Linked DNA regions of Mus musculus: region 2 is linked to region 1. Evidence: chromatin contacts called from public HiChIP or PLAC-seq data. All regions are on one chromosome and are shown on one strand. Each heading gives the region's core, a stretch centred on a gene start, on an enhancer-like site or on the middle of the called end of the contact. The rest is flanking DNA. Distances are from core to core; before and after follow the strand shown. Region 1 has its middle 58 kb from the start of Peli1. Region 2 overlaps Vps54 (VPS54 GARP complex subunit).

The links. HiChIP or PLAC-seq counts read pairs in DNA pulled down with a chosen protein or histone mark.
Region 2: an H3K27ac HiChIP or PLAC-seq map of embryonic stem cells shows a contact between it and region 1, with 6 read pairs. The contact joins two enhancer-like sites. A contact is called at or near these places in 1 of 39 promoter capture datasets (cranial neural crest), 3 of 484 Hi-C or Micro-C datasets (the N1E-115 cell line, embryonic stem cells and nephron progenitors) and 3 of 115 datasets of contacts at active chromatin or transcription factors (bone marrow-derived macrophages, embryonic stem cells and microglia).

The regions. Positions count from the first base shown.
Region 1 is chr11:21,030,199-21,036,486 of GRCm38.p6, reverse strand. No RefSeq gene overlaps it. Among named protein-coding and RNA genes, the nearest start is that of Peli1, 58 kb to the left of the region's middle. Within about 2 kb of position 2,261, at least 146 of the 459 cell types and tissues checked have an H3K27ac peak or open chromatin away from gene starts, as enhancers often do. A contact at or near this core is called in embryonic stem cells, where this site is marked.
Region 2 is chr11:21,253,513-21,259,800 of GRCm38.p6, reverse strand. All of the region lies in intron 1 of Vps54 (VPS54 GARP complex subunit), which reads right to left. Among named protein-coding and RNA genes, the nearest start is that of Vps54, 18 kb to the right of the region's middle. Within about 2 kb of position 3,195, at least 8 of the 459 cell types and tissues checked have an H3K27ac peak or open chromatin away from gene starts, as enhancers often do. A contact at or near this core is called in embryonic stem cells, where this site is marked.

The DNA of each region.
Region 1 (6,288 bases), core at 1,012-3,511:
TGCAGAACTTCTAATAACACATCATTCTGTGTACACTGCTGAATATGTATATGTGCATATTTTGATGTCGAAGGCGAGCTATTTTTAGTTTCCTTTTTGGTATGTTTGGAGAAACTCCTAACTGTTGCTATGTTGCTATGGGAACAGTATCCATGTACACTGGCATGTTTACAATTGTTTAAAACACTACAAACTTCCAGGGGCAGAGGCAAATGACTTGTTCCGATCAAGGTTGCCCCGTGCTTTCCTTTTATTATTAGTTTACTCCTCCCAGATCCATGTTGGAGTCTGCTTACACCCAATCCATTGCATCTGTGTCCCCACCAAAGGCTTCCTCCCTCTGATATACATCATTATTTAATTAATTTTACATCTATAACTATAGTACTGCAGAAAACAAATTTTAAATATGTCCCCCTGAAGTCAGAAATATTATGTGTTCTTGTTAGGAGTTGAAAATTGAAGACCTCAGAGGCTTCCAGGTAAGAAATAGAAATGGCATCCCTTGAGGATATATTGACTTTGCACAATGTTTAGGAGTAGGGGCCTGAATGGGAGGTTGAGTCTGACCGTCATAATTCTTCTTGGTTATATCAGCTGCATTTAAAGACTATTCAAATCACAAGGAAGATACAGACTAGAAACTTCCAGCCTTTTCTAATCAGGGACAATTAGGTATCTGAGAATCTTTTCAATTTTTGGAAAATCAGTTCTAATAGAAACTCAGAAATTAGCCAGGCAGTAGTGGTACACACTTTTAATCCCAGCACTCAGGAGGCAGAGGTATGTGGATCTCTGAGTTCGAGGCCAGAGGCCAGCATTGTTCTACAGAGCAAGTTCCAGGATAGCCAGGGCTACAAAGAGAAGAAAGAAAAAAAAAAAAAAAAAAGGAAGAAATAAATAAAGACATTAAGGTGAATGAAGAATGAGAACAATGTCTGAAAACATCAAAATAGTGGTCTTCCCAGTGTGTGTTAAAGGCATGTGAAACTGGAAGTAGAATCCACCATCACTAATTACTGAATGGCTAGGTATAGTCACATAAAAGGATGCATTTGAGCCGGGTGTGGTTTTAATCCTTTAATCCCTTATTTAAAAGGAGTGCATGCCTTTAATCCCAGCACTCAGGAGGCAGAGGCAGGCAGATTTCTGAGTTCGAGGTCAGCCTGGTCTACAGAGTGAGTTCCAGGATAGCCAGGGCTACACAGAGAAACCCTGTCTCAAAAAAACAAAACAAAACAAAACAAACAAAAAAAAAACAACAACAAAAAAGGGTGCATGTGCTCCAATAGAGCACACTTTCTTACTAGTCTCCTTTAAGACATTCTTTCCTACGTTTAAGATCTATTTGCATAAGTATATAGTAAGATAAGTTTAAATTGCCATAAGGAAGTCTGTTTATATTTGTCTTCTACCAAAATCTCATTTTTGTCATCTTGCTGAAACAGCCATTTAAGTCACACAGAAAAGGAAAGCCCAGTTTTGGTGACATTCTGTTTTAATTCCAGCACCCTGGAGCCTGAGGTGGGAGGCCTGACAAGAATCTGAGGCCAGCCTGGGTTGCACAGTGAGTTCGAGGCCAGCCTGGGGGATATGTAGCAAGACCCTGTCTCCAACAATCAAAACAAAAACAAAGAACAAAACGACTTCTCCCAACCTCCACCTCCCAACCCTCCCCTGCTCTCAGCCTTCACATACAACAAAACATCAAATAGGAGCATGGTTTATGATCCAAAATGGGCATGATTTATGGGCCCAGCAAGCAGTCCTGACCCGCGCAAGTGTCTGTCTTGCATATGTAGATGGGGGTTGAAAAGGCATTTCTGGCCAGGACCCTTCCCCCAAAGCATTTTTGCAGTTTCTCTGTGCCAACTCATCTGTGGATATATCATTTTAATCCTCCATAATCGTAGATCTGTAAATCTGCGTGTGAGTCGCCGTCGTCTCCCCCTCCCCCCCCCCTTCTTCTTCTTCTCTGTGGAAAGGATTCCTCTCTACCCCTTGGAGCTTAACTGCAGTTAAGAATGTGACCAGGAGGTCACATTTAGATTAGAACCCAGTAAAACCTGATGAGCTTGCTAAGCAGGACAACGGGGGAAACTCACAGGTCCAACTGTGGCTGCTTTCCTCTGGAGTGGGTGTGGGCGGGGGGTCACGGGAGTGCCTAACAGGAAGTGAATCTGGCTCAGGCTCAGGCCACAGGCCACAAGCCAGGAGACCCAGGCATTAATTCCTTGGGTTAACCAGCAGGTTGGAGATGTAAGGGATTGGTTGCCTTGGAGCATCATCTCCCTCGCCCTGGCCCCAGCAGCTGCTAATTGGCTTTCTCTTCACAAGCAGCTTTCCTTCTCCATTCTGTCTCTGAGGGAATTTCCCAAACTAACCTTGTCTAAGCTTTCCCGAGGGACTGTTTGTGGGGGCAGGTGGAGGAATTTCCCACCTTCTGACCACAGTGTAGCCTGGAGAGATTTACTGCTGATCTCCCATTTGGGGAGGTTTCTTTTTGGCGCACCACGACTTCCTGTTTCCCAGCGGTCTCTGCTCTCAGCAGAGGGAAAACGAACGTGTTTATAATACAGTGATGCACACCTCCTCCCTACTCCTAGTTCTGGGCCACTGTGACATTGAATTTGTAAGCCAGGCCCCGGGAACCTTGCTGAGAGATTTGGGTGGATAACACTGAAAATTACAGAAGTATTTGGAGTATAGCTTGTCATTCGTGTGCCACAGAAAAGATTGTTTCATAGATTTGTCGCTCCTGATTTAAAGGAGCTTGAAATGCCTCTGTTAACAGAAACCACTAGGAGCTGGAGAGATGCCTGAGAGCATTGGAGTTTGGGTCCCAGTATTTGCATAGTGCATCTACTCACACCCAGTAGAGACTCTAGCTTCGGAACAAATGAGGCCTCTGGCCTGCACAACATGCACATATGTGCACATACCCACATGCACATAATTAAAAATAAAAAGTGCTGGGGATGGAACTCAGATCGTCACAAAGGCTAGGCAAGCACCGCATGCCCCTGCACATGCCACACCCTCAATGCCCCTTTCTCTTTCACTTAATAACAGGGCGCTGCCGCTCACGGAGCGCCCAAGTGTGATAAGCACGGTGCCGGGGAGTTTGCGTTCCCTTCTCATTTGATTCTGGTAAAAGTCCGGAGAAGTAGGCCTCATTAGACCTAATTAACCAGCGGGGTGGGTGGGGGTGGGGGGTAGCAGACAGCTACCTTTCCCTGGCTGGTATTTATTTATTTATTTATTTATTATTTGGGGGAGGGGGAGAAAAGGGTTTATTTGGCATACACTCCTATATTGCTGTTCATTATTGAAGGAAGTCAGAACAGAAACTGAAATAGGGCAGGATCCTGGAGGCAGGAGCTGATGCAGAGGCCTTGGAGGAGTGCTGCTTACTGGTTTGCTTCCCATGGTTTGCTCAGCCTGCTTTCTTACAGAATTGGCACTACATACCATGGCCTTGGGCCTCCCCCATCTTTCTCATTGATCACTAATTTAGAAAATGCCTTACAACTGGGTCTCATGGAGAGATTTCCTCAACTGAGGCTCCTTCCTCTCTGATGACTCTGTCTGTGTGGAGTAGACACAAAACCAGCCAGTATAGTAAGCCATTATATAGTCACTTGCTGATTTTAGAAAAGTGTAAGGGGGGAGAGAGAGAGAGAGAGAGAGAGAGAGAGAGAGAGAGAGAGAATATGATGATGATGATGATGATGTTATTGCCTGGACTCAGCACTCTAGAGAAACCCTGGCTGGTTTTAAACAGCGCTCCAAGTGTGTGGAATGCCCAAAGTCCATATTCATAGTCATTCAGCCATGAGTTTGTATCAAAATTTGGGGCTTTTTCATGGGTCTTTAAAGTGGTGGGAACAAAGTGGTGGGAAGGAGCAGAGCCTCAAAACCAAAAATATTTTTTGAAGCAGTATGGGTGGTCTTTACTGATGGCCACTGTAGCCAGCAGGTCCTCTTTACTGCATCGGGGGAACTCCTGCTGACCCGGAAGGTGCTGAGAATAAACATATGCAAGTTACATCAGTCAAACCACCTAACTAGTTCTTTCTCCTAGAGAACTTTTCCATTTAACCCTGCTTGCTACCCTAGCTTTGTTCATTTTATCAAGGTCCTTAGAATTACTTCCCTGGGGGGCAGGTCCAGCCTTTCTCTGACCCTGAGTGGAGGAGGTTTACTTAATTTTCTGGAAACTGTATTCTACAGTTCAACTACTTTCCTGACTCTTAATTGCCTTTAAACCTGCCAAATTAATGCCTGTGTGTATGCATGTGTGCATGCATGCATGTATGTGTATACAGGTATATGTGTACACTCTCACATGTACTTGTGTGCTCATGTGGTCTGGGTCCTCAAGAGGATAGATTATTCACAACAGGTGACCTTTGCAAAGTACTGCGAGTATTTTCAGTTCCACCAGAGGAGTGAGCAGCATCTGGGGTGCTGGAGGCCACCACGGAAGTGAGGAACATGGTCCTGGGAAGTCCCAAAGGCTGCAGCAGCTGCAAGAAGGTTCCCTTACCCACTGCACACTTCCTCTGATTGCTGAGAGGTTGCCCAGTGATAGACCTGCATTACTTAGTCTAAGGGCTAGGGTTCAAATATTAGTCTAATTTCTAGTTATAGAACTAGGGATGAGTAAGTCTTTTATTTAATTGCTATTCTGGGGATCGAATCCAGGGTCTCACCCATGCTAGATAACACTCTACACTGAGTTATATTCAAGTCCAAGCCTTATTTTATTTTATTTTATTTTATTTTATTTTATTTTATTTTATAGGGACAGGATAGCAGGCAGCCTATGCAGGCCAAGAACTCGCTATGTAGTCAATGATGACCTTAAACTCCTGAATCTCCTACCTCCTAAAAAATGCTGAAATCACAAGTTTGTGCTATTGAAAGAAAATAAAACTTGAGACCTGTGATTCATGTAATGTATGTCAAATAGCCCAAAGAGTTGTTTGTGAGCTTTGAAACCTGGGGCTGAGAACATAGCAGAACAGGCCAGGCCATGCCCAGGCAGGCTTGTCATTAAGACATTCCTGAGGCTGCTTAGCCATAAAGATAAAGAGAATGACATGCTGGACTGGCCTTGTGCCTCCCTATCTCCTGCCCTTCTGACCTAAGTTAAATGTTAACAGGCTGCTGGTGTTTAAATGAACCAATCATGTGAAACTGCGCCAATTCCTCCCCCAGCCCCAGCCCCAGCCCCAGCCCCTTTTCTTTAAAAATCCCTAGCTTCCAAGCCTCGTAGTCAAAACCACTGTCTCCTGCGTGAGATACGTTTCAATAAGGAGTTCCGCCATTAAACTACCTTGTGTTTTTACATCAAGGTGTTCTGTTCTGTTTGCAATTCTTGGGTGCACGCTGAATCGGGAATTGAGTGGGGGTTTCCCCACTAGGTTCTTTCACTATATGTCTGGCTCTGCCCATTATTTGATGAACTACCAGGAAACATACCCCAGCCTTTAAGCTGTGAACGTACGGGCTGAGTTTCAAGTACTCAGGTGGCAAAAACAGGGCAAGCACTATTCGCCTGATGCCCTGTACCAGGAAAGGCAAGCAGGGACTAGAGGTAGTGGGGAATGCCTTCCGTGGTCTAAGGGGCATGACTTCCTAATCTTCACTATTGCCAAGACATCTTCTCAGCAGCTTATGAAACTTCAGGGGTCTAAGTAGCCAGTTCCAGGATTAGGCCTTCAGTCTGCTTTCCAAAAAACAAAACAAGTCTTTTAAAGTCAAAGCTAGCCCTCCAGAGTTCTTCCTAAGCAAACAGCTGTTGGGCCCTATTTGGCCGTAATTTGGGCCTTGAGGACAAACTGGAGCCTGGCTTGATTTTTGAGACCTGACATTCTCCTCCGCTTAAGAATGACTCAGCAAGACCTACCGATCTGAATGAGACTGCCTCTGCCTAGCTACCGCTGATGTATCAATTTCTTATAGGCCCTGTGAGATCACCCCACCCCCCTCGACATCTCACATCACCCCATATGTCATCTCACCCCATACCCCTATCCCCACCTCCTTGCCCTCGCTATATAAGCAAGTGCCTAGTTTAATAAAGTGAGTTGCTGCTTTGACAAGACTCCCTGTCCTGTGTGTTTCTTTTGGGCTGTTGACACTTGACACTCGCCATCCTGCTCAGCCCGGTACTGACCAGGCTGGACCAGGTTCTCTCCTCTTGCCTGGACCTGCTGATGAAGAGCCACAAATTCATCATGTGTTCCCTTGCAGACAATGGTACACGTTATTGTCAATGTC
Region 2 (6,288 bases), core at 1,946-4,445, 220 kb before region 1:
CACCAACAGTATAACCATATGAAACTCCTTAACTTATATGTTCCTTTCATCATCTGTAAAATAAATGAAAAAGACTACATCTCAAAAATACTTGAAAAATTATGATAATATGTACATGTAATATTTAATGCTATCTCAATATTAGTGCTCACAGACTGGTTATTATAATTACATACTATTTGTACTATGTAACTGACAATGCACTAGTTACCATAAAATCATTAGGAAAAACTATATATGGAACAACATTGCAACTGGACTACAGTACAAATATTATTTTACTGCCTTAAGGCCCCCAAAATCACAAATATAAAAACAAAAACTACAACAGGTTGGAAACCTTGCAAATGGGATAGGAGCTGGACAGATGGCTCTGTGGTTACAAGTGCTTGCTACACTTCCAGAGAACCTGGGTTCAGTTCCCAGCATCCACAAGACAGTTTACAACCACCTGTAACCCCAGTTTCTGATGACCCAATGCCTTCTTCTGGCTTAGACAAGTATTGTACATACATAACAGAGCCATACATGAAGGCAAAAAAACCCATACAAATAAATAGAAAACATAGCTAATTCTCTCTCTCTTTTTTTTTTTCTGTTTTTTTTTTTTTTTTTTTTTTTCAAGACAGGGTTTCTCTGTATAGTCCTAGATGTCCTGGAACTCACTTTGTAGACCAGGCTGGCCTCCAACTCAGAAATCTGCCCGCCCCTGCCTCCCGAGTGCTGGGATTAAAGGCGTGTGCCACCACGCCCGGCACCAATTCTCTTTTTAAAAGAGTTATAAATAAGAAACAAAGATACAAAGCTAGAACCCACAGCAAACAGGCTCATCCACTTGGACTTCTTTACAGTTTGGTAAAAACTGTTATTTTTCAGGGTTACCAGAAAAATCTCTTTCACCATTTTTTGTACAGGAAACAACCAATCAAGCATCTTATCTAGTGTAAAAAATACATTGGGGAGCACACCTTTCATCTCTGTGAGTTCAAGGCTAACCTAGTCTACACAGCACACGCAAGAGAATGGGGGAGATGCTGTGCCGCAGACCTTTTGGGTCCCTATGTCTGCGTGGAACGGGGTCTCTCGACGCGGGTGGGCAAAGCGTGGATGATGACAGACAGACACACGCAGGAGAGTTTGTGTGGAATCTGAATGTAATTTTACAACTCGAGCATCAGACTTTTTATGCAGAGGACAATAAGGAAGTTGGGTGACATATTCGCAAGGTACAATTGAGGTAACTGGAATCTTACATAAAACAGAGGAATGCAAACACAAAAGGTCTAACGGGAACCACCCAGGATAGAATACATTGATAACAGCTGGGATCAACAAGGGCTCCACCTAAAATTCACTAATCTTAGAAGCCAGGGTCAAGGGCTTCGCGTCCTTGCCACAGTTCCTATTTTAGTCTCTTGTATAGTCCACCTTCCCCTTAGGCCATTGTAAATATGTGTATGGGTGTAACTCTGCTATAGTATCTATTCTGGTTTCTCCTTTGGTCTGAAACTTCCTTCTTCCTAAGTGATGGTAAATTCCTGTGTAAGGGAGTGACTTAGCTTTTACAATCTTGCTGAATTCTAAACCCTTGATCTTGGTCAAGGATGCCCTTGGACTGTTGGAACACTGGCGGAAGGCTTTAGCCATGTCAGAGCACTTATAGGAAGATACTGAAAGAGAGCACGTGGATCCATACTCTAGACTAGCGTGGTACTGGAACTCGGGAATGAAAAATTAATGTATGGGTAGAGAACACTAGCCTCCAGGAGGAGAGCTTCCTTGAAACTCTTTTGCCTCATGAGTGACTTTTAAGCCTTTCGGCTTGTCCAGTTGACTCGACCAGAGAGCGTAGCAATGCTGCTAAGAAAATACACAGACATTGGAGTCTTTAAAGGCATCATTACTGACCTATTTGCTAAAGGCCTAGCTTTCAGTTTACAGAAAAAAATAATAATAATAACAGAAAACAGGAGATTACAATTTAAGCCTTTAAGGAGGAAACAACCAAATCAAAACCATAAGGCTATAAGAAAACTAATCTGGTTACTTATTGATTTTAATAAGTCATTCTGGACTAAATTAGTAAAGTGCCAACAACTAAAAAGCAGTTATACTTTATTGAATCCTGTTTTTTATAAAATGGCTTTGAGAAACTCTTGGAACTTTTAATATGAATTGGCTATAAAATGTATTTTGAAATCATTAATTTTCTTAGTTATATTAACAGTATTGGGAAAAAAAAAAAGGCTGGAGAGATAGATGAGTGATTAAGAGGTTGTGAGTTCAATTCCCAGTCAAACACATAGTGTCTCACAACCATCCATAATGGGATGCCCTCTTCCAGGGTGTCTAAAGATAGTGACAGAGTAATCATATACATTTAAAACAACAAAAGTACAAAACATACCGTAAATATCTTTATGCTTAGCATTAAAATAAGAAAAGTATTTACAAGTGATATATCTCACTACCTGTAACTTCCTTTTACGTGATTAAGCAAAGAATTCACATAAAACAAATCTGACAAAATATAAAAACAAGGTAAAATATATTGAGTATTGAACATTCTTTTGTTTTTCCATATGATTTTCAAAGTAAAAGTTTAAGGAAAGGAAATTACATATTTGTAAAATACTAGTACAAAATGTAAGTATGCAGAAAAAAACTACTCAATTTGTAAACACTACTTAATGTACCTCAAGATGACATTACTGCATAACTTCAAATATGGAAAAAACTTATCAAACAGTTTCAGTTCACGTTGGGGTGGGGATTGGTTCTAATGCTTTGATTTAATCAGACCAAACCCTGAAGGCCCTTGTCCTCAATTGGCTTTTGATCAATCAATAAAGATGCCAGCACCTGGGCTGGAGAGATGGCTGGTTAAGAGCACTGATTGCTCTTCCAGAGGTCATGAGTTCAATTCTAAGAACCCACATGGTAGCTCATGACCATCTGTAATGGGGATCCAATGCCCTCTTCTGGTGTGTCTGAAAACAGCGACAGTGTACTCGCATACATGAAATAAATAAATCTTTAAAAAAAAAAATGCCAGCGGCCAATGGCTGGGCGAAGATTTGCATGGGCTAGGAACTGGGAAAAAGGAGAAAGAACATTGCCATGACTCAAGGGAGAAAGATGGGACACAAGAGCTGCAGGAGAGAAAGCCAACCAGTCATGTGAGAATTTGGGTGGGTGGTCACTGGCCACTTCCTCAATTGTGCCTGGGGTAAAACAAAGGAAGGTTTAGGAGTGCCCAGTCTTTGAGGTAGCCAAGGCATTTTAAAATTAACTGGTGTGTGTCTGTGTGTATGTATGTCAGTCTGTCTGTCTGTCTGTCTGTCTATCTTCCATTCAGGAATAAAGATAGGGTGTGTGCACGTGTGCGACCTGCCAGGAGCCAAAGTAGTGTGACCCAAACTCACCACTACAATGTTGCACAAAAATTGTACCATATACAGAAATGGAATTCCCTAAATTCTAGTTTCAATTGCCATTCTCTACACTTAGGATTTATTACAAACATTACCTAGATTGGATGTAAAAGTTATGTGCTTACTTCTACACTGTGATAGATACTGCCTAGAGAAGACATTATAAAAATATTTATACTCAACTCTAAATTATCCTTAAGATTACACATAAATCAATAAAAAGGTCCACTTTATTATTCTTGTTTAATATTTTGAATCTACACAACACATCTTACTAAAGTAGCTTAAATACAGCTACATACTATTAATTTTTTAAGTTGCCATACAAAATAATGGGCTTCATTATGGCACTTTCATACATATGTGTCATCATACTTTTTTCTAGTTTATTCTCCATCCCTAAAGGCAGTCATACTTGACTAAATCCTGCTATATAAAAAAAAAAAAAAAGGCAATATACCTGAAACTTTTAATATGAATTAGATACTTAGTGGTATTTTGAAATCATTAATTTTCTTAATTGTATTAATAGTATTGAAAATATCAGAAATTTCTTTATGCTTAGCATTAGCCAAATATACTAATTTAATTTCTTTTCTCCTACTCAACACATGTGATACCTTAGTGTACAATCTAAAATTGCCTGTCCTATGTCATTCTACAGACTTCTAACTGGTCCCTCTGCTTCCAGTCTAAACTACTATATATAGAATTTTAGAATTAATCCACTAAATTATACTTATACTTCCTGTTGTTATACTTCAGCTCAAAAACTTTTAAAAATTATTACTTCCCAAACTAATCTCAAGTTTCATTAAGTAGTACTCCAGACTCTTACAATCTAATGTTGACTTACCTTCCCTTGTTGATCATCTTACTCTTTATTTCCCATAGATACACTCTTTCAGAAAAGGTGGTCTACCTGTCCTTTAAGATGTGCGAAGGCTGTACTGTGCCCTTCTAAAATATTCATATCATCTTCTCCCCTTTCTCCCATCAAAGGTTACTTTAAATTTCATTTCTAAATTACACATCCAAAGAAAACAAATATACATACATTTGAGACTATAATTAAAAATAATTCCAGCATTAGCCTATCATCTCAGTTCCTAGGTGTCAGGTCCAAAACAAACCCAGGACCATCAGCTATCTGTGGTGCCTGTTAGCACACCAAAGCACATGCTGGCCTCCAGGCTTCCTCAGTATCACAAGAACCTGCTACAAGGCTGGAGAGATGGCTCAGTGGTTAAGAGCACTGAGTGCTCTTTCAGAGGTTCTGAGTTCAATTCCCACCAACTACATGGTGGCTCACAGCCATTGGTAATGGGATCTGATGCCCTCTTCTGGTGTGTCTGAAGATAGCTACAGTGTACTCAAAAATAAAAATAATAATAAAAAAAAAACTTAGAAAAAAAAAAAAAACAAAGAAAGAAAAATACAAAAACAAAAACAAGTACGTGTTACAGATTGAGTCCATGCATACTGGCACCCTGAGTCTACCTTATTAACTTCAGCTCATGGGATCTCCTCCCCTGAGCTTCTCATTCATTCCCTTAAACTCTACTATTTCTTTCAGCTATGCACTCTTTTGGTCCCCTTTCTCTCGCCCATCTCTCTTAGTTGTCTCTTTCTCCTCCTCAGTCTCTCCTTCAACCATAACTTGAGGTGGTAATATCCTCAGTTTATACACTAGACAGGCTAAGACAAGAAAACTGCAACTTCAATCATCTTGTTAATAGTGTGATTTCAAACCCACCTACATTATAGAGTTCAAAACCAGATCTTGCCCAAAAATAAAAAAAAGAGGTGGTGGAAGGGGTATTCCAATTTGCTTTCTATGCTGTGATAAGAACTGTGACCAAAAGCAACTTGGGGAGGAAAGGGCTTATCTAGCTAGCTAATACGTCAACCATACACAGTCCATCAATGGGGGAGCCTGAGGAAGAAACTGGTACGGAGATCCTGGTTTGTCCCTAAGGCTTGATCAGTTCCTAGCTTTCTTATGCAGCCCAGGGTTAGCATGGTCCACAGTGGGCTGGTCCCTCTCACATTAATCAGGAAAATGATCCACAGGCTTGCCTACAGGCCAATCTGATAGGAGTATTTTCTAATTGATGTTTCCTCTTCCCAGATGATCCTAGCTTGTGTCAAGCAGACAGAAAACTAACCAGCCCATGAGGACATGATTAAGTGGTATACTTCTTGCCTGGTATACACAGAGGCCTTGGGTTCAATCTCTAATAATATATACACACATATATATGTATATACATATATATATGTATGTGTGTGTATATATATATATATATTCCCTAGAATTTTTTAAAGTAAAAATTTCCAATAGTCAAACACTTAATTAAAAAGAAATGATTATCTATAGTATAACTAATTTTTATCTATATCTATCTAATTATCTATAGTATAACTATAACTATAGTATAACAGTCAGCCAGCCTAGCCTACTGAGTTCCAGACCAGTAAGAGACACTGTCCCAAATTCTAGAAGGTTGATGGTACCAGAGGAACAACACCGAAGGCTGTTCCCTCTTGATTACACATGCATGTGCATACATGTACACCCACACATACATATGTATCTTTATGTGTATACACACACACATACACACAAAGAAAATACTTAGAAGAAACAAAGCACACTGTTAAACTATCTGCTTTGCTAAATATTTCCATCAGTCATGCATCATAAGCAAATTTAGGCCTTTTTGTTCCTTCTAACAAACAAACAAAAATCACACAGTAAAGTGAAGCTTGACAATTCTTTAAAGAAGTTTTAATTGTGGTTACCAAAGCACTCATACTACGAATAGAGCTAGGTCTGTATAGTTTCAATTCA